2 separate regions of the Hordeum vulgare genome follow, and region 2 is linked to region 1. Evidence: chromatin contacts called from public Hi-C data. All regions are on one chromosome and are shown on one strand. The core of a region is the stretch at or near the end of the contact, and the rest is flanking DNA. Distances in the headings are between cores, read along the strand shown. Region 1 holds the start of LOC123440416 (protein LURP-one-related 8-like). Region 2 has its middle 150 kb from the start of LOC123440418.

What was found. Hi-C and Micro-C count contacts between places; a contact is called where the count stands out from the background.
Region 2: a Hi-C map of leaf shows a contact between it and region 1, with 8 times the contacts expected there. The contact joins the enhancer-like site here to the promoter of LOC123440416 in region 1. A contact is called at or near these places in 2 of 6 Hi-C or Micro-C datasets (leaf and seedling).

What each region holds. Positions count from the first base shown.
Region 1 is chr3H:526,919,331-526,924,612 of MorexV3_pseudomolecules_assembly, forward strand. It overlaps LOC123440416 (protein LURP-one-related 8-like), which reads right to left and starts at 2,423. Exons shown (of 1, transcript XM_045116984.1): 1 at 1,385-2,423. The coding sequence starts at 2,297. The coding sequence ends at 1,683.
Region 2 is chr3H:527,111,380-527,116,661 of MorexV3_pseudomolecules_assembly, forward strand. No RefSeq gene overlaps it. Among protein-coding and RNA genes, the nearest start is that of LOC123440418, 150 kb to the right of the region's middle. Within about 2 kb of position 3,267, at least 1 of the 3 cell types and tissues checked has open chromatin away from gene starts, as enhancers often do. A contact at or near this core is called in leaf, where this site is marked.

The sequences.
Region 1 (5,282 bases), core at 1,173-3,672:
ATTTGGTTACATTTCAGTCGACCGGGATCAACCCATACACTTACGGAAAACACGCTGCGCCTCAGGGACACTGAACTTTGACGTTAAGCAGTTGCTCTGCCAAGTGCACCGTCCACTTGGGCGGAGGGGCGTGAGGCATTTGGGATGATTACTCGCTTAGGCTGGCCATAGTGGGGGTATTATAGCTAGTAACATAGTCTTGGGACTAGCAAACATGGTGATTTGGCAAGTAATTAAAGAAAAGAAATATGATTAGGCTGCTCACAGTGGAGAGTAACATATAGTAGTATCATGCATATGTTACTATTGTATGATACTATCTTTATAGTGTATAATATCATAAACTAGTATCATATGTGATCTTATTTATTGACATGCATGACACATAGTAGTATAGCATTTAACATGTTACGTTATCTACCTATGTTACTTTAATCCTCTCTCTCTTCTTTAATTACTTGCCACATCACCATGTTTGCTAGTCCCAAGACTATGTTACTAGCTATGATACCCCCACTATGGTCAGTCTTAGAGTAACATAGGTAGATACCATAACATGTTAAATGCTATGCTATTATGTGTCATGCATGTCAATAAATGAGATCACCTATGATACTAGTTTATGTTACTATGCACTATGAAGGTAGTAACATATAATAGTAACATATGCATGATACTACTATATGTTACTCTTCGGTATGAGCAGCCTTAAGCCCTCAATAAGCGCTACAAAGCCAAAAAGATCTACGTCTATAGGCCATAGCTGCTCCTGAGTATTTATGTGTTTGCTTCGTGAAGAAACAGCGACTAGTGCCGAACCCGAACCTCAGAGTCAGTCACAGGAGAAGGACAGACCACTCCCAGCACATGACTCACGGGCAAAAAATTCAGTGAGCCAGCCAGAGGCAAACACACAAACAACACAAGAAAACCACAGCAAGTTTTGCACGGCGCAGATCGATAGCTTGCATTAATTCACAGCCGATCGCACACGTATCATCCACAGCCCCCAGCTGGACTGACGCGCCGTTACCCAACCGAATTTCAGACCCCAGGTGTGCACGTCTCTTCTCTTCTTTCCTCTTGTCCCAAGATGAGGACGGGTCGCGGTCCTGGCAGTGCCAGTCCACACCACATGGAAACGCAGCCGGAAATGTTTCCGAAAATATGATTCCATGTTTCCACGGAGCAGGGAAAGTGGAAGAAAGATAAGACTAGAGACGGTGTCCCTGTCTAGATCTCTCTGGCGATCTCGCTCGAGAATCAAACATGCCAGAAATTCTCAAGCCACGTAACATGATCGTGGTATGTACGTATGAGAGAGATCAAGATAGCGCTCTGCACAAGACAAGATGTTATCTTGAGATTCGGAAGCTGAGGACCGTATGTGCAAAAGAACTGTTTATATTTATTTCACTCTCTTGAAAGAATATATACACAACGACAGGCCAAAAAAGACATCGATTGGCCATATACTAGCAGTACGTATATGCGATTGATTTGGGGGGCATCATCGAGCAGATGGGCTTGCTCTCATGCCCGCACACAGATCCATCGACTCTCACGGCCTCAATTCCAACCCCAAACTGATCGATTGCAAGGGGAAAAAAAAAGCTATAAGCTTGACTAAATTGAGACGTACTCCGATGAACAAACAAATTATAATTCACTATAACTAGAATCTACGTGGACCAGCTCCTGAGGAGCGACGGCCTGGAGAACATCTGCTCGAGCGCCACCACCACGGCCATGGCCAGCGACACGCCCACGCCGGGCTGCACCACCAGGCGGAACACGTCCGTCCCGACCACCGCCTTGGGCATGATCTCCGCCACCGCGCGCCGCTCGCCGTCGTACACCACGCAGCTCCGCCGCGCGTAGGACCCCTCCACCTCGTACGACGGCCCGGCGCCCGCGCCCGCGCACGCCGTCACGTACGCCATCGTCTTGCCGCGGCCGCTCCGCCGGACGGCGTACACGGGCCGCCGCGTCTCCTCGCCGGCGAACACCAGCCACTGCTCGCCCTGCAGGCTGAAGCGCTTGCGGCGGACGGTGAAGGCGGGGCGGCCGGCCGCGTCCATGAGGACGACCTCGTCGCCGGTCTCGGAGGCGTAGCTGTCGACGCGGTAGGCCAGGTCGCCCACGGCGTCGAACACCGTGAACCCCTTGCAGTCGAAGAGCAGCGACTTGCGCCACACCGTCAGCGTCGTCGGCCCCTCCGCTGCGGAGGCGGGGTTGGCCGGCGCCTTGTCGACGGCGCCCGGCGCGGGCGCCATGTTGGGGTGAACCCTCGCCATGTTAGTGTAGAGTATGGAGCAATTGAGAGCGGGCGGACAGGCAGTAGCTGGGTAGTCGGAGCTGATTGAGCTTTGGTCGCCCTGTTGGTGTTGGTTGGCTCCGTGGTAGGCGGTGGTTTATATATACACAGGTCTCGCTCGCTGGCCGGAGAAGCTGTCCACCCGAGGAAAAGGCAGAGGCATGTTGCTCTGACGTGCGTGGGGACGCAAGTGACATGGGCTGCTGCTTAACGACCTCTTCCTCCATTATTAACAAATCTTATCATGGATTGTTTGCTACTACTATTAAAAAGCAATAACAAACTTGGCTGATGCAAACACCCAAGTTACCACTCCTCAAGAACTTGAGAATGCTGCTGCATAATAATAATAAAGAGAAGGAAATCATTGGGATCAGCCGACAGATAACCATCCTGCGTCGGTCGTCTTTGTAACCGTTGGATCACATTTCAATCGGATGGTTAGAAGCAACGTATTACCGTTGGATCACATTTCAATCGGATGGTTAGAAGCAACATATTACCTAGACTAGTTTTTGCGTCTAAGTAATTGTTGTAAACTTCTTCTCCGTAATAAAACGGATGCATTGCGGGATTTATATCCCCATGATATATAGTAACCACCACTCATGCTGCTCCCTAGCTCTTCTCACGTTGCTTCGACCGCCGTCGTTGCCGACGCTTGCCGACGACATCACGCCGCGTCGGTGTGCGGTCGTCGCTGCCGCCCACCTTCATCATGAAGGTCAGCCGTTGTTGTGGGCCTGAACTCAAGCTGCGTCCCATTGTCTCGAGGGAGCACCGACGTCCATGTTTGCCGCAGGGAGCTGCGTTAGCCGTCACCCCGAGGGAGGACTGGCCTTTCTTTCGATCAGCGTGGTCACTGCTCGTTGTCTCCTACATGAGTTTCTACAACAAGGTCTTTGTTGTAGAAGAAAATTATAACAGACCCGTGTTATAAAAAAAATTCAACAAGACCTTCGTTATAAAAAATATTAAATTATAACGAGACTTCTGTTGCAAAAAAAAGTTACCACATCATTTTTATTTTCTTTTTGCAATACGCTCAAACCTTTAAATCTGATAGAATTTTCTGCCAGTAGACGGATCACAGGCTAGCTGTTTTCCTTCCATTAACAACTCGAGATCAAGCTCGTCGTTTGATTGATCGTAGATATCCACAGAAACAGCGCGACGTTTTGCATGCCGCGCCTAGCAGATTAAACCGGGTCATCATAGTACGCACGAAACGTCGACGCGTCACCCGTCGGATCTGTACACAAACTATTCACCAGTGCAGTAGATTATATCCGGCACGCGGCAGGAGGCCAGGCTTCGGGTGGGCTAGCAAGTAGCAACAGCACCCCAGCAAGAAGCAGCGGCTAGCTCTAGTCCATGCGTCGAGTCATCATCTGGGCACAGGCGGCAAAAACCAACCCCATACCGATAACATCCCGTTCAACTACAAGCGCCAACGACACGGTGATTAGCCGGTTAACCCACGACGGAAGCAGCGCCAGGAACGCGATTAACGAAGCATCCGCGCGTGCTGCTGATGCTATCTTCCGGGATTGTTAACTATTGACCGGATCTGCTTTAGCTAGTCACGATCAGGCCTGCTACCGTGACGAGGTTGATAGCTAGCCGGTGGGCTGGCTGCTACCGTGCAATTCTTCATTTGATAGCATTCGAGGTGTCGTTGATCATTGGCAGCCGAGGGAAAAATGCAGAGCTTGTGGCTGGCCCGGAGCCATCTGTGAGCTACTCATTGGCCGCCTCGGTGTCAAAACTAGCTTGACTATTTTAGATGACTAAACTACTAGGGGCACCTGTACGTACGTGTGAATAATTTAACCGGTCGTTAGATATTTGTCATTTGGGTAAGTACTGTACGTATTGTGGGAAGCCAGCTGACGTACGCAGAACTCATAACTAGTTTTTCTTTGTTGAGAGAGAGAGACAGACATGTGGAGTTGAGGAGTTGGCTCGGTGGTTCCATTGATTGTTTATAGGGAGCTGTTATTAATTAGTCGAATGATTTTTTTGAGAAAATCATCCGTCTGGTGAGCCGTTCGATTTTAAGGAGGCGGTCGTTCGATCGTAGCACAACGCATATTCCTTCTCTATACCCCAATGCAGTAGCTTTCACGCTAGCATCAGCAAAACCACTTCCATGGCAGCATCGACAGCGTCGTCGACGTTCCATTGCAACCCCGCCGACGCTACATTGCGACCTCGACGAAGTTTCGACGACCATCCAGCGTGCTTCACTGCAGCTCCGGCGGCTTCATTGTAACCCCGACGAAGTTTCGACGACCCTCCAGCGTGCTGCGGTGCAACTCCGACGTGCTTCAGTGCAACTCTGGCGGCTCACCCTCCGGCGTGCTTCACTGCAGCTCAGGTGACACTGCACCGCAGCCGCGGCGGAGCTCCAATGGCCCGGAGAGCGCTCCAATGCAGCTCTGCCGCCGATGACTTGCAGCATCAGCAGGTTGCTGCGTCGCAGCGCAGATGGTCATTGTCGAGCGTCGCGGCGCATCGCCGGCAGTAACGACGACTGACCGCCTCGAAGCTGCCACGGGAGCTCACCTCTACTCCTCTCGCGTGACTCGCAGAGATGGGGAAGAGAAAAAGATGGGAATGAGCGCTGTGTGGCAGCTCCGAAAGCTTGCAGCAGCAGCAACGAGGACCATCAACCGCCGGCGTTTGGTCCCGATCTAGCTAGAGGAAGGAGGAGGGCCTAGGAGAGAACACAGAGGGATTCTGTAGGATGAGAGAAAAAAGCGAGGCAAGGAAGAAAATGCGTGGTCGTGCGCTTGTTGCGTGGATAAGGCAGATGGATAAGCGGCGCGTAGGCTCGGTCAAGGGACGTGTGGCAATTGCTGAAGGAGGCTTACGAATCGTGGGGTCAGTCGGTTGATTTAAAGACATTTCCTTGTTTATATGTGTGTATAGTTTGACCAGTCATTAGACAATTTTCACTCGA
Region 2 (5,282 bases), core at 2,017-4,516, 190 kb after region 1:
GCTCTAGTTCTTGGCTCGTAGCAAAGAATAGTACATAATCCATAAAAATCGCCCACACGAGGAGCGACATTGGTTGAATCATTAGGCGATGAGTACCGGTTGCGTTCAGGAGCGCGAAGTTTTGGTGGACGGGGCATTGGAGGACTGTATTTCAAAAGATTCAAAAATGATATTTCTATGTTTCAAAAAATCCACAAATAATTATGTGAAAACTTATACATATTTGCAGTGGACCTGTAAAATTTCGTTAATTTTTTTTTGCAAGCTACACAGAAATAACAAAATTCCGGTCCAAGAACAACAAAAAAAGGGTCCATTTTCATTTGTGTTTTTTTTGTACACGCCATGTATAAAAGAGTATTGTTATGAACTTTTTCCTTAACGTGTTATATATGTATTTGTGTATGTATACTTTTTCTTAAGTTTTTTTGTGATGTGGAAATATGTTTTTTTAAAGTCCTCCCCGGAGCCCGGGCTCCATTTGCACTTTTTGTTGCGTTCAGTCGGTTTTTGTTTGGCTTTTCTGCTTTTCTATACTTCTTTTGATGATTTTGTTATGTTTTTTATTTTTATATTGAAATCCATGAATATTTGAAGAGTATTTGTATATTTGTCACGAACATTTTTAGTGTTTACAAACATTTTCAACTTTCACGAATAAGTTGTTAAAAATCATGAACATATTCTTAATCTGTTCTACCTATTTTTTACTCCTTTTTTTTTCTTAGATTTATTTTTCAACTGGTTTCTGCGTTCCATTATGAACAACACTAATGTTTTTAGCGAATATAATGAACAACAACACATCAACATAGGGGCGTGGGATAGTTAAAAAAAGTAGAGGCAAGGGAAGGGAATTTAGGGGCCGTCCACTATAAATCCATTAAGTCGCTCCCATTGGAGCGCATATTCTATTTGACCCTTGCGAGCATCAAACCGAGGAAGCTCCTAACCGGGGAGCAATTATCTAAGGAACGCTTCTTCTGAAGCCTTTCAAGGGCCGTTCTCAGATGCTGTCACTTAGCGCATTCTCAACCGTTGTCATGGGTCACGTTTTAAGCGGGTTTTCTTTTTGGATTTTTATTTTATTTTTTCGCACACATTTTCTGTTTTTAGATGGTTTTTTCAGTTTTTTCTGTTTCGGTTTTTCATCAGTCTTTCTCAGCATTTAAACGGAAAAGAATATTACAATTTTTTTCATGAAAAGATACATTGTCCTTCCTCGAGAGACACCGATTTGATTCGGCAGGAGTCACGGCCGTGCCTGTCAAAAACAGAAAAACGCGTTTTCTTTTTTTGGACGGTGAAAACAGTTCGAGCTGTTTCGAGTTGGACGCACTGTTTAAGAGATAAAGCATTTTAATATAACGAATATAGAAAATAAAACTCTCAGATGGCAACAAACGACACGCATACAATGCGCTATTTGTCACAAATGAATACTCTCTATTTAGTGATTTTGCCTAACCAGCACGTTCAGTGTCGGCTAGGTTCCTCGCACCCACGCCAGCTCACACCTATGGACGCTCATTTTTTCCCGCAAAAAAAAAACAGTACGGTCGTCCTCCACTTCAATCAAAACAAAAATGCACGCTTCATTCATTTCAATAAAACGCAAAAAGTTCCCTAGTATGAGAAGATATGAGTATTTAAAAAAATATTTAATATGTATTACGGGTTTAATGTCAAAAACATAAAGGGTTTTTCTATAAAATAGCATGACGGACTAAGAATACCTATTTTTTTTATTAGTAGGTATACATGTCACTAGTTGTGTCCCATTATTCGATTTTTCCATTAAAAATTATAACTGCTCAAAAATGACATCGTTCTATGAGATGTTTGTTCAAAAATGTCATTAGGTATCTCAAAAATGTCATCATTCATTAGATGTTTGCTCAAAAACGCCATTAGATATAATTATTGTTAGGTCAAATTCGTTGACCATGTTATATGATAGAATACTTCTATACCCACATGTCAGTTCTCTCTATCTCACAATAATAAGTGTGGACCCCACTAGTAAGGAGTAAGCAAACGAATAATTTTAGAGTAAAATAAAAACGTTGTTGGGATCAAGTCAGACCCACACTTTTTGGTAGTGAAATAGAGGGAGAGCTGACCTATAAGTATTTTGGTCAATATGACATGACAAACGAGATATGAGATGACAATAATGGTGCCCAGTGGCATTTTTAAGCAGTTGAAATACCTATTGGTAAAACTAAATAATGATATACAATGAATGACATAAATAATAAAACCCTTATACTATTCAACCCGCACTTCAACTCTAATTGACAACGAATCGTTTTTCTGAAATTTTACATAATACCCCCTAATTTGGGTGAATCAACCCGTAGTCTATAAAATATTTATTTTTAAAATAATCATATCTTTTAAATCCTAACTCCAATTTAAACATATTATATATGAAATATGATTAGGAAAAAAATTCAGAATCTGAATATAATGTTATTTTATCTATTAACTATTTTTTAAATTCTATTTTGGGTGGAACCTACGTACATGTCCCATGATAAAAAAAACCTACGTATGTATTTTTTAACAAAGTTCACATGCGTACTTCCCAAGAGACTACACAACTATTTTTTATAATGAATACACAAATAACTTTAATAGCATATGCATGTACTTATAAAATTCATGAACATCGAAAGTACATGAAGATATATTTTGAAAATATCTGAATAGTTCTTGTGATCGTCATGAACATTAATATTGGAAACGATACATATGATCTTAATTTGTGTTTTATCCGCTTCATGTGACGGTGACACATTTATACTTTATTAACTAGACTTAATTTATAGACACAGCCTCCTTAGTATTGAACGACGCCGACTGGTTGTCATTAGAGTTTGGTTGTAGGTACACACCATCAATATTACGAGTTATAACTAAAGTTGAATCGAAATAAGGACAGTTGCTTGGATAAAACATATTTACTCTTTTGTTGTTATGCACGGGCATGTTTGCTAGTAATAGAAAAAGAAAAAAAAAATGATTGGAGACTGCACCGTTTTCTCCATTTTTACGGAAAAAAGAGCAATTGGACCAGCTCATCTCACACCCTTTTTCCAGTTTTAACAGAAAAGAAGGTAATTGCACGTCCCAGCTCGCACCTTTTTTCTAGTTTTAACAAAATAAGAAAAAATAATTGGACCGGCCAAGCTCGCAAAGGGTTGCTTCAAGCACGGGTTGGAAAAACAATTGTAACTCGCGCCTGTAGCATCAGATAGGATTAGGGTCAAAACGATGGGAGCTTCTACCTGCCGCTCAATACGGCAGACAGCCCTGTGCCGCACACATGGGCGCCCGACTAGCCCGGCCCTGTTTTCTTTCTTTTTTTCTTTTACGTTTTTCCTTCTCTGTTTATTTTATTTTTTGTGGTTCGTTTTTTTCTTTCCTTTTCCTTTTACATTTTTTCTGAAGAAAAAAATCGAATTTGAATAAATTTTTTGAAAAATCGTGAACAAATTGGAAGCGTGAACAATCTTGTAAAGCATGACCATTTTTTAAATCTTGACAATTTATTTTGAAAAGAAGAATAATTTTGAAAAACCCTAAACAAATTTAAAAGCGTGAATAATTTTTTAAGAACGAACAATTTTTGAATTTTGAGAACAAATTTTGAAATCGAGAACAATTTTTAAAAACATGAACAAACTTGAAAGCGCGAACAATTTTTGAAGGACAAACATTTTTTGAATCTTGAGAACAAAATTTGGAAAAATGAGAACAATTTTAAAAACCCCGAACAAATTTGAAAGTGCGAACAAATTTTTAAAGCACAATCATTTTTTGCCTTTTGAGAAACAAATTTTGAAACCGAGAACAATCTAGGAGATGCTAGCAACAAGAGAGAGGGAGAGCATCTTCATACCGTTGAAGATCGCTAAGCGAAACCGTTACTATGAACGCGTTCGATGGAGTCGTATTCGCGACGATCCGATCCAAACACCAAACGAACAGTGCCTCCGCGTTCAACACACGTACAGCCCGGGGACATCTCCTCCTTATTGATCCAACAAGGGGGGAGGAGAAGTTGATGGAGAGCTCCGGCAGCACAACGACGTGGTGGCGGTGGAGCTTGTGGTTCTCCAGCACGGCTTCGCCAAGCGCCACGGAGGAGGAGAAGTGGAGAGCTAGGGCTGCGCCAAGGGGAGGGGTTCAGGGGTGTGCACAGCCCTCCCAACCCTCCTATATTTATAAGAGGAAGGGGAGAGGGGGCCGACCACCCTAGGAAACCCTAGGAGGGGGCGGCAGGAGCCCTAGGGGTGGCTTGCCTCCCAAGTTGGAGGGAGGCAGCCCCATGCCCTAGGGTTTTTGCCCTATGCGCCTTGGGCCTCTTTGGTGGCTGGCACCAGCCCACCATGGAGCTGGTTCCCTCCCACTTACGACCCATGTGGCCCTCCGGGACAGGTGGACCCCCGGTAGCCTTTTGATGGTCCCGGTAAAATACGATAAACCCCTAAACCTTTCCGATGACCGAAACTGGACTTTCCATTTATAAATCTTCACCTCCGGAGTATTCCGAAACTCCTCGTGACGTACGGGATCTCATTCGGGACTCCGAACAACCTTCAGTAACCACATATACAATTCCCATTACAACTCTAGCGTCACCGAACCTTAAGTGTGTAGAACCTATAGGTTCGGGAACCATGCAAACATGACCGAGGCACCTCTCCGGCCAATAACCAATAGCGGGATCTGGATACCCATATTGGCTCCCACATATTCCACCATGATCTCATCGGATGAACCACGATGTCAAGGATTCACTCAATCCCGTATGCAATTCCCTTTGTCTATCGGTATGATACTTGCTGGAGATTCGATCGTCGCTATCCCTATATCTTGTTCAATCTCGTTACCGACAAGTCTCTTTACTTGTTCCGTAACACATGATCCCGTGGTTAACTCCTTAGTCACATTGAGCTCATTATGATGATATATTACCGAGTGGGCCCAAAGATACCTCTCCGTCACACGGAGTGACAAATCCCAGTCTCGATTCGTACCAACCCAAAAAACACTTTCGGAGATACCTGTAGTGCACCTTTATAATCACCGAGTTACGTTGTGACGATTGATACACCCAAAGCATTCCTACGGTATCCGGGAGTTGCACAATCTCATGGTCTAAGGAAATGATACTTGACATTAGAAACGCTCTAGCAGACGAACTACACGATCTTGTGCTATGCTTAGGATTGGGTCTTGTCCATCACATCATTCTCATAATGATGTGATCT